3 separate regions of the Gossypium hirsutum genome follow, and all the other regions are linked to region 3. Evidence: chromatin contacts called from public Hi-C data. All regions are on one chromosome and are shown on one strand. The core of a region is the stretch at or near the end of the contact, and the rest is flanking DNA. Distances in the headings are between cores, read along the strand shown.

Region 1 (2,700 bases), core at 155-2,654, 930 kb before region 3:
AAACAAGCACCCCATAACCGACCCCACCGCCGACCCCATCATCCCTAACCTCAGAACTTTAAGGTTAATGTGGGCCCTGATAGCTTCGTCCACATCTTTGCTGTTCAACAAGTTGATGGCAAGCTTCAAACCCTGAGCTACCAGGGACGAGAATAGGAAGAAGCTGAAGGAGACTACCTCGAAAACCAAGAGCTTTTTCGCAACGTCGATGCCGGCGTCGCAGGGGGCTCGATTCTCGAGGCTATGTTGGCCTGGCGTGGTTAAAGAAAGGCCCACGAAGACGGCGATGGTGAAGAGGGAGTTGACGTTTACCAGGCCGTCCAAGGCCGTGACGTGAACGCTTGTTGTGGATGAAGAAGAAGACGATGTGGAAGTCAGTCTTCTTGGGTCCTGCTCAGATCTGAGAAACAGATGAATTTACAGTGTGAAAGTGAGATTTTGAAAGAAATAAAAGAGAAGAAAACAATTTCAATGAAAATGAAATTAAGGGAGGAAAAAGGAAACGACTTTACTCATCCATTATTGAGTCTTTGAAAATCGGGATCTTGTTGCTGCTTGAAGGGTTTATGTTCCCTGGAAAAGGAGAGGTAAGGTAGCGCTTTCCTTTTAATCTTTTAGATTTTTATTTTATTTTTCTAATTTGTTGGACTTCCTGATAGTCGATGAAGGGAATTGATAAAGTAAGTTTTAAACAATGGCTAAATCATTGTGTTTTTATTAAAATAAAAAAATAAAAATCAATGTCTCTCAAGATACATAGGTTAGGACATGAATATAAAGTGGAATAACATTGAACCATCGTTGGATAACATGAGCGAATGACAGACAACTAATGCTTTCTTCTTTAGGTGTTGAACAAATACGACCTTAATTTGTATTTTCAACTGCCCTTTCTCTCTTTCCTCTCACCTCTCTCTTGATTTGGTAAGTCCTTTTTCCTCTTGCCTTCTTTGTCTTTCGGAAAAATAACTTCGAGATCTCCCCTCTCCTCCTCAAGCTTTTGGCTGCTAGAATGGTGGTGGTGGACCACCACATGATTTTTTCAAGTCTCTCTTGGAGATGGCTTATCTCCTTTTCTCTAGACGGGGCTCCTGGGCTCTCGATTTCTTCCTCTTCGACAAGGTTCTTACGTTTGGTAGAGCACCGTGTCCCGAAGGCTTCGGATCTCCTTAAGTCGGTGACTCCCAACAATGTCCACGGTGGTGACGCTGATTGTCGCACTCCGAAAATTTTGATATAATATTTGACATAATTCTGAGTTTGAATATCAAGAAAATTTTAAGAACAAGTTATGGAACAAATCAGATAAAAAAATTTATGAAAGAAATTTTATATTTGAGAATGAATACGTGAAAGCAGTTGTCAAGGTGAGTTATTATTTATTGATTGACTAAAAGGCTAAGTTGAAATATGCATTGCAAATAGATTTTGGGATTAAATTGAAAATTTTTAATAATATAAAGATTAAATTATAATTTTCTTATTTTTCTTAAAAAACTAATTTTCACAACTCATTAAATTGTATTAAAATTAAATTTGTTCTAATTGCCAAAATTTAAGAAGAAATAATGAAAAGAGTAAAATAATAATTTTTCCATAAAAAGATAATTTAATCAATTTTCAAAATTATTATAATTAAAATAATATTTAAATATGATATTTGATATTTAAAATTATTTTACATCGTTGAAATTTTGTATTAAAAAATCAGACCACAATTTGATAAAATTAGACTTGGATAAATTGGGTTTGGATCTTAGGCCCATTTGATGGTCCTTTTTAATAGGAAAAGAACCTTCATCAGCACTCATTTCCCCCTTCACCAGCCAACACCAGCCTCCACAGCTCTTCTTCTTCCACCTTTCCATTTTCTCTTAAAAGTTTCACCTCCCACCTTTAGATACTGTTTTCCATGGAAACAACCTTCTAAGCTCATGTATTCCATCACTTTAATTAATTTTAGGCTGCCTTTGGATTCCACCGCACCTGCGTTCCGGTGAGATTTGCTCGGTTAATCGTGCAATCGCAGCTCTCCCCGTTGTTTGGATAACAATGGTGCAAAAATCTCATCACAACGCAGTTCATTTTTCCCACTGCTACTTTAAGGGCTAGTGGAGATTTAAAACTGCGTTTAACAATTCAATTTTCATTCTTACCCTTTCCTTTTCTTTTCTTTTAATCAACGCTCTTTCCTATTTTTTTATACGATTAGATTATCATTTTCTTTTTTAAAATTTGACAATAAAATAAATAATTTTATATGAATAAATATATAATTAAAAACCTAATTTCTAGTAATAATGAAACTTGTTATGTCTTATGTTATTATATTTTTTAATTAAAAATTATCATTTTAGATACTTCAAAATTTGATCCAAGTATAATGTTACTATTTGTGAAAATAATATTTATCATTGTTATAAAAAAATATTTAATATAAAAAATTAAAAATAATTATCATTTTATCTAATAAATAATTTAAATTAATTATATAATTCATTAAAATATTGGAAGATACATTTTAATATTTTATTAAATTAATTTATAAATTCATATATTTTAATAATTTTAAAAAAGTAAAATAATTTAAAAAAACTTCTATTATATATCAATTCTAATCTAATGTCCTTAATAGTAATTTTTTATTCTTACCTCACCGCTACAGCTACATTTGAATCCAAACACACACTCCACCATTGT
Region 2 (2,776 bases), core at 28-2,527, 640 kb before region 3:
TGGGTTGGTATTTTACCGTTTTAACCTATCTCCTTCACGGTAGAACTTTTCCAATTCTTTGTCTGAAATTGTTCTCTGTATCTTCTCTTCTCCACTGGTACTCTATCTTTTTCTTCTCTTCTTTTTCTAATTTTTCATTATGCTTTAGTTTTTATTTTCTGATTGTTTGATTTTATGAAATAATTATGAAATATACTCTAATATTTTATCGTTTTAATATTTTAATATAATTTATATATTCGAATTAAATTTAATAAATAATTAATATTAATTACTTAGAAATATTTAAAATTAATAGTATATATTAATTTTTTAACAATAAGTTATAATAAATTATTTTATATTATTGCTAAAATATCATAATTTTAACTAATTTAAACATTATTTAAATACATATTTGCTACTTTATAATATCATGTTTAAAATGGACATTTTATTCCCGAAAAACACTTTTTAACAGCAATACCAAACACCTAAAATTTTCAAAAGCACTTCTCAAAAACACTTTTCCACAACACTTTTTAAAAGCACTTTTCAAAAGTATTACCAAACACACCCTTAAAATTTGAGTGTTTAGCATTGCTGTTAAAAAGTGCTTTTAAGAAATAAAATGTCAATTTTAGACATGTTATTATAAAGTAACAAATATGCATTTAAATAATATTTAAATTAGTTAATATTATTATATTTTAGTAAGAATATAAAAAAATTATTATAACTTCTTGTTAATATTTTAATATATAAAATATAAATTTTAAATATTTTTAAGAAATAAATATTAATTATTTATAAAATTTAATTAGAATATATCAATTATATTTTAAATATTTAAATATAACTATTAAATATTTGTAATTAATATTTTAAAAAATATTTTTTTATTTTTAACTAATGAGTTTAACACATTTGTAATTAAGTACCAAGAAAAAAAAAGAAAAAGTACAATGTTATTGGAGGGGTGAAAAAGTAATTAAGCATTAAAAGTGCTTTTGGGAGAGAAAAAACTAAAAATTTTAACTTCTCCTTTTCAGAAGTACTTTTCAAAAGCACTCCTAAAAAGTTAAAAATTTCAGCCAAAAGCAACTTGTTCTGTACAGCTTTTCTTCTAGAAATACTTTTAGAGCCAGAAGTACTTTTGAAAAACAATGCAGAACTGGCACTTAGTAATTTTGTTACAAACTTAATCTTACATATTTTTTAAACAAATGTCTTCTATGAGTAAATAATTTTTACAAACCAAACATTAAAATAACTTTTTAGCTAATTAAATCCGGAAGTTTTATGGTATTAAACAGGGTAAAGTAAAATAAATACAACACAAATTTTATGTAAAGAAATTAAGTATAATCCATTAGAAAAGTGTGTTCCTAGCTTTTTCGATCTCAAACTATATTCTGAAGATGTGATATCAGCTTAAATAAAATAGAACTAATGTAATCCGTCAGCAACATTTCGAGTATTGGATAAGGGATAAGATTCCACAGATTGATGCATCCAATCACAAATCTGCAAAATTAACACCTCAGCCACCTCAACCACACATTCTTGCATCCGATAATGGGAAAATCTCTTTCTCTCACTCTATTTTGGCTTCGTATTATTTGTACATATTTCTATTTCCCACTCTCTTTTTTGCTTTCAGTTAACAACAAAATCCGTAAATGGCTACCACTGCTTCTCCAATGGCGACTCAGCTGAAGAGCAGCTTTAGGTCGTCTGTTACAAGAGGACTGGTAGTCCCCAGGGGCATTTCGGGATCCCCGTTTAAAGTATCTTCCGGAAAGACCAGGACCCCTTGCTTCACTGTCAAAGCTGTTCAATCCGACAAGGTAAGCTAGCTATGTCTGTCTGGTCACTGTTAGCTTAGCTAGGCTCGTCACTGCACTAAGTTTTTTTATCACCCCCCCTCTTCCGTCTCCTTTTGCAGTCAACATTTCAAGTAATCCAACCCATCAACGGCGACCCCTTCATTGGAAGCCTGGAGACTCCAATCACCTCAAGCCCCTTAATTGCATGGTACCTTTCCAACCTCCCAGCCTATAGGACGGCAGTGAACCCACTTCTGAGGGGAATCGAAGTGGGTCTGGCTCACGGCTTCCTCCTGGTTGGTCCATTCGTAAAGGCCGGCCCTCTAAGGAACACTGCGGTGGCGGGTCAAGCTGGGTCCTTAGCCGCTGCCGGTTTGGTTGTGATCCTCAGCATTTGCTTGACGATGTATGGTGTTGCGTCGTTCAAAGAAGGTGAGCCATCGATAGCACCGAGCCTAACCCTGACTGGGAGGAAGAAAGAGCCAGACCAGTTGCAAACGGCGGATGGATGGGCTAAGTTCACTGGAGGGTTCTTCTTTGGTGGAATCTCTGGTGTCACTTGGGCTTACTTCCTCCTGTATGTCCTTGACCTTCCTTACTACTTTAAGTAGATCATCATTTGATCTATGTTTTACCTGGTCCCTTTTTTAATGTAAATCTTTGTATTCAGGATGATCCTTTGGGAACGAATATCAATTATATCAAGTGATTGTCACTCTAATTTAAGTTATTTATTGAAAGAGATATTTCACTCGCTTTACCACAATCAATAGCCAAATTGCCGCACTAGGCGTTTTGAGCTTTAACTGTTATTAAAAGCGGCTCAAATCAGATCAATTATTACTGTGCTCGTTCGAGGCAGAAAAAAAAGATTAATTAATACCTCAATCTAATATTTTTTTAATGTGATTTTTATATTATATTTTTGGTCTAATATGATACTTATATTTGATAACAGTAATATATTT
Region 3 (2,875 bases), core at 203-2,702:
AGACATTGATTAACATAGTTCATTGAATAAACTCAAAAGGTTGTTTTAAGCTTTTTAACAGAAAACTAGCGACTTCTGAAGCAAGAAAAGAGATCCATAGCCCCTTTCACCCTCTTCAAATGTCAATAATTTAATAGTTGACATATTGCACAGTTGAGCAAATTATATGTCTAGTAAAACTGATAAAAGCCAACTTGGTAACCAGATTACCCTTTCATTTCAGAACAAAAAGAAAAATGGTTGCTGAACCTGGATTAATTATTTAGGTTAATAGCAAAGCACCTAGAGCCACAAGAAAGAAATCTAAACACAGGTTTGAGGGTGGTGGTAGTAGCATGTAACTAACCCATTCTTCACCCAATTGAAATTTATAAGAACTTCGTATTAATTTCCAAAGCAAGCCAACTACTAGAGTATTTAAATTTAAAAATAAATACTAAATTCTATGTTAATGGTAAGCTACAAAAGTTGACAAGCAACGCCGTGACGTTTTCATTACACTGAAAATTTGAAATTAGCTCATATGGAATACTTTATCTCCACATAGTTTCAAGTTATAAAAGGTTTAGTTAGTCAGGGCATCTCTAGTTTTGCTACTAAAATTTGCTTTAAACACTAAAAGCGAGAACCTTCACACATGCTTCTTCGTTTTATCTAACCGGATAATATTCTACAAGTAGCAAACGCCAAAACCACATACTCAAATTACATTTTTTTTTCATAATTTTCTTCTAATTTTTCTCCGCAGAATCGTCAAATTTAAATGAATTCCCAATAAAATTGAAAAATAAACATAGAGGACAGTGTCCGAACAAATTACTAATTACATAAAGAAAAAAAGGATTAGGGGGAAACCATCATAATTCATCATTTAAGAAAAACTTCAAGTAAGAAAAACAAGAAACATAAAAAGAAACAATAAATACCTCAAACATGGACTCGGGCAAAGTCGCCGAGGAACATTTATCAGATCAAGAGAAAAAGCAAAGCAAAATAAAAATAAAAATTCAAGCTCCTCTCCTCCCCTGATAAATTCGGTCCTGACGCTTCAATGCAAGTAAAAGAAAACCTACGAAAAAATATTTTTTTAAAAAATCAAACAAAAAACAAAAACCGCGCAAAATTTTGAAAGAAATAAAAAATAAAAGAAGGGGAAAAGGTGGAGAAATTGACCAGTGAAATAAAAGAGAGCGAATTGAAGAGGGAGTGAAGCGGGGTAGAATGTGTAAGATCTTATGAAGTTGGAGAGCTTTCAGGAGCAGGCAATGGAAGCAATTAAGTCCCTACTTTTTTAGGGTTTGAAAAGGGTCGAACCACCAACACTACACGAGTTTTTTCCTTTCTTTTCCTGTCCAAGGCCTCGGATCCGTAGCTTCTCCGGCTTATTTATTTACTTACTATTTTTATTATTTTTTGGAGTCACAGAGTCAAAAACCGTCGTAGTGGGAGTTTTAGCTCGTATTTTCTTTCCCGATGCACCGGTTTAATATGTATAAAATTATTAGTACATTTAAAATTTTGATAAAATAATTAATCAGTAATTAGAATCATATGAAATAAACTTGAAGATTTAAATTCAAACATAAATAAAAAAAATATATAGACAAACATAAATAAATTCAAATAAATAAAATAGGAAGTATCAAATTAAATTAATAAGGATTAAATTGAAATGAATGGAGGACTGAATCGTAAGACTATCAAATTATGGAAAGCCTAAACAAAATTAACTTATCACCTAAAACATATATACTTAAGGTAACTAAACTATGGCATAATGACTTATTTGGTCCTCTAACTTTTAAAAAGAAGTCATTTTAGCCTCTTTTGGCCATTAAACTTGTGATATTTGTCAAATCACTCTAAAATTGATGAAAATGTTTACATTTGTTAACCTTACAGACCAGGCATACACGAGGATTGCCACATGTATGTTATGTTAGCAATTAATTAATTTTAAAATATAAAAATTAAAAAAATATTAAAAAGTATAGAATTATAAAAAATTATTTTTCAAATTATTAAAAAACTTATTAATTGCTTATGTGACATATACATTAACTTTTATGCAGATGTCACATTAGCAAAGTTAAGAGACATTAACTTTTTCATCCATTTTGGGATGATTCAACAAACAATGCAAGTTTAAGGGTTAAAAGCAGCAAAAAATTAAATGGAAGGCTAAAATGATTTTTTTGTAAAGTTGGAGGGCCAAATAAGTCATTATGCCCTAAACTATTAGTAAATTTACATTTTGATCACTCATGTTCAAAAAGCTAAAAAATGGTCATTGAATTATTCAAAATCAAAAGTTTTCATTTAAGTCACTAGGATGTTAAAATTGGTGTTGTATGGCCTTTTCTGTTCACACCGCATTTACCAATTGAAAGTTTTCCCTTCCCTTCTCTCTACAATTTAGTTTTTTTCATGAAACAACTTTAAACGTCAGGAATCTACAAACCAAAATCCAAATAGCTTTTTTCTTCGATCTTAAACACTGGCCATCAGATTGACTTAGATCATCAATATGTTTTCTAACTCATCAATGGGTGCTAATCCACAGTACCAATAGTCAAACTGTCACTTAGAGCTTGCTAGTCAGACTTTAAAAAAACAAGTTAACAATTCAGTGACTTAACTAATTTTTTTTGAATAGTTTAGTGACCATATAACCTTTTGAATTTAAATGATCAAAATGTAAACTTACTAATAGTTTTACCCAAAAATATTCTCACCCATGTGATTGGTTAGATTATGGTGCAAACTTCCCACCCTTTCTAGTGTAAATTATTATATTATTTAATTTTAAATTCATTTAATAATATTTCATTTAGTTAATTCTTCTAACATTTAACAATTTATTCTTGATTTTCAA

What was found. Hi-C and Micro-C count contacts between places; a contact is called where the count stands out from the background.
Region 1: a Hi-C map of leaf shows a contact between it and region 3, with 2.8 times the contacts expected there. The contact joins the promoter of LOC107952761 here to the promoter of LOC107938170 in region 3. A contact is called at or near these places in 8 of 34 Hi-C or Micro-C datasets (callus, fibers and leaf).
Region 2: a contact with region 3 is called in a Hi-C map of leaf, with 2.4 times the contacts expected there. The contact joins the promoter of LOC107895184 here to the promoter of LOC107938170 in region 3. A contact is called at or near these places in 2 of 34 Hi-C or Micro-C datasets (both in leaf).

The regions. Positions count from the first base shown.
Region 1 is chrA07:50,606,281-50,608,980 of Gossypium_hirsutum_v2.1, forward strand. It overlaps LOC107952761, which reads right to left and starts at 1,405. Exons shown (of 4, transcript XM_016887927.2): 1 at 513-1,405; 2 at 1-400. The coding sequence starts at 520.
Region 2 is chrA07:50,893,577-50,896,352 of Gossypium_hirsutum_v2.1, forward strand. LOC107895184 (photosystem I reaction center subunit XI, chloroplastic) reads left to right here and starts at 1,278. Exons shown (of 2, transcript XM_016820443.2): 1 at 1,278-1,829; 2 at 1,928-2,513. The coding sequence starts at 1,662. The coding sequence ends at 2,419.
Region 3 is chrA07:51,531,700-51,534,574 of Gossypium_hirsutum_v2.1, forward strand. LOC107938170 (mediator of RNA polymerase II transcription subunit 19a) reads right to left here and starts at 1,453. Exons shown (of 7, transcript XM_041116912.1): 1 at 1,174-1,453; 2 at 927-1,069.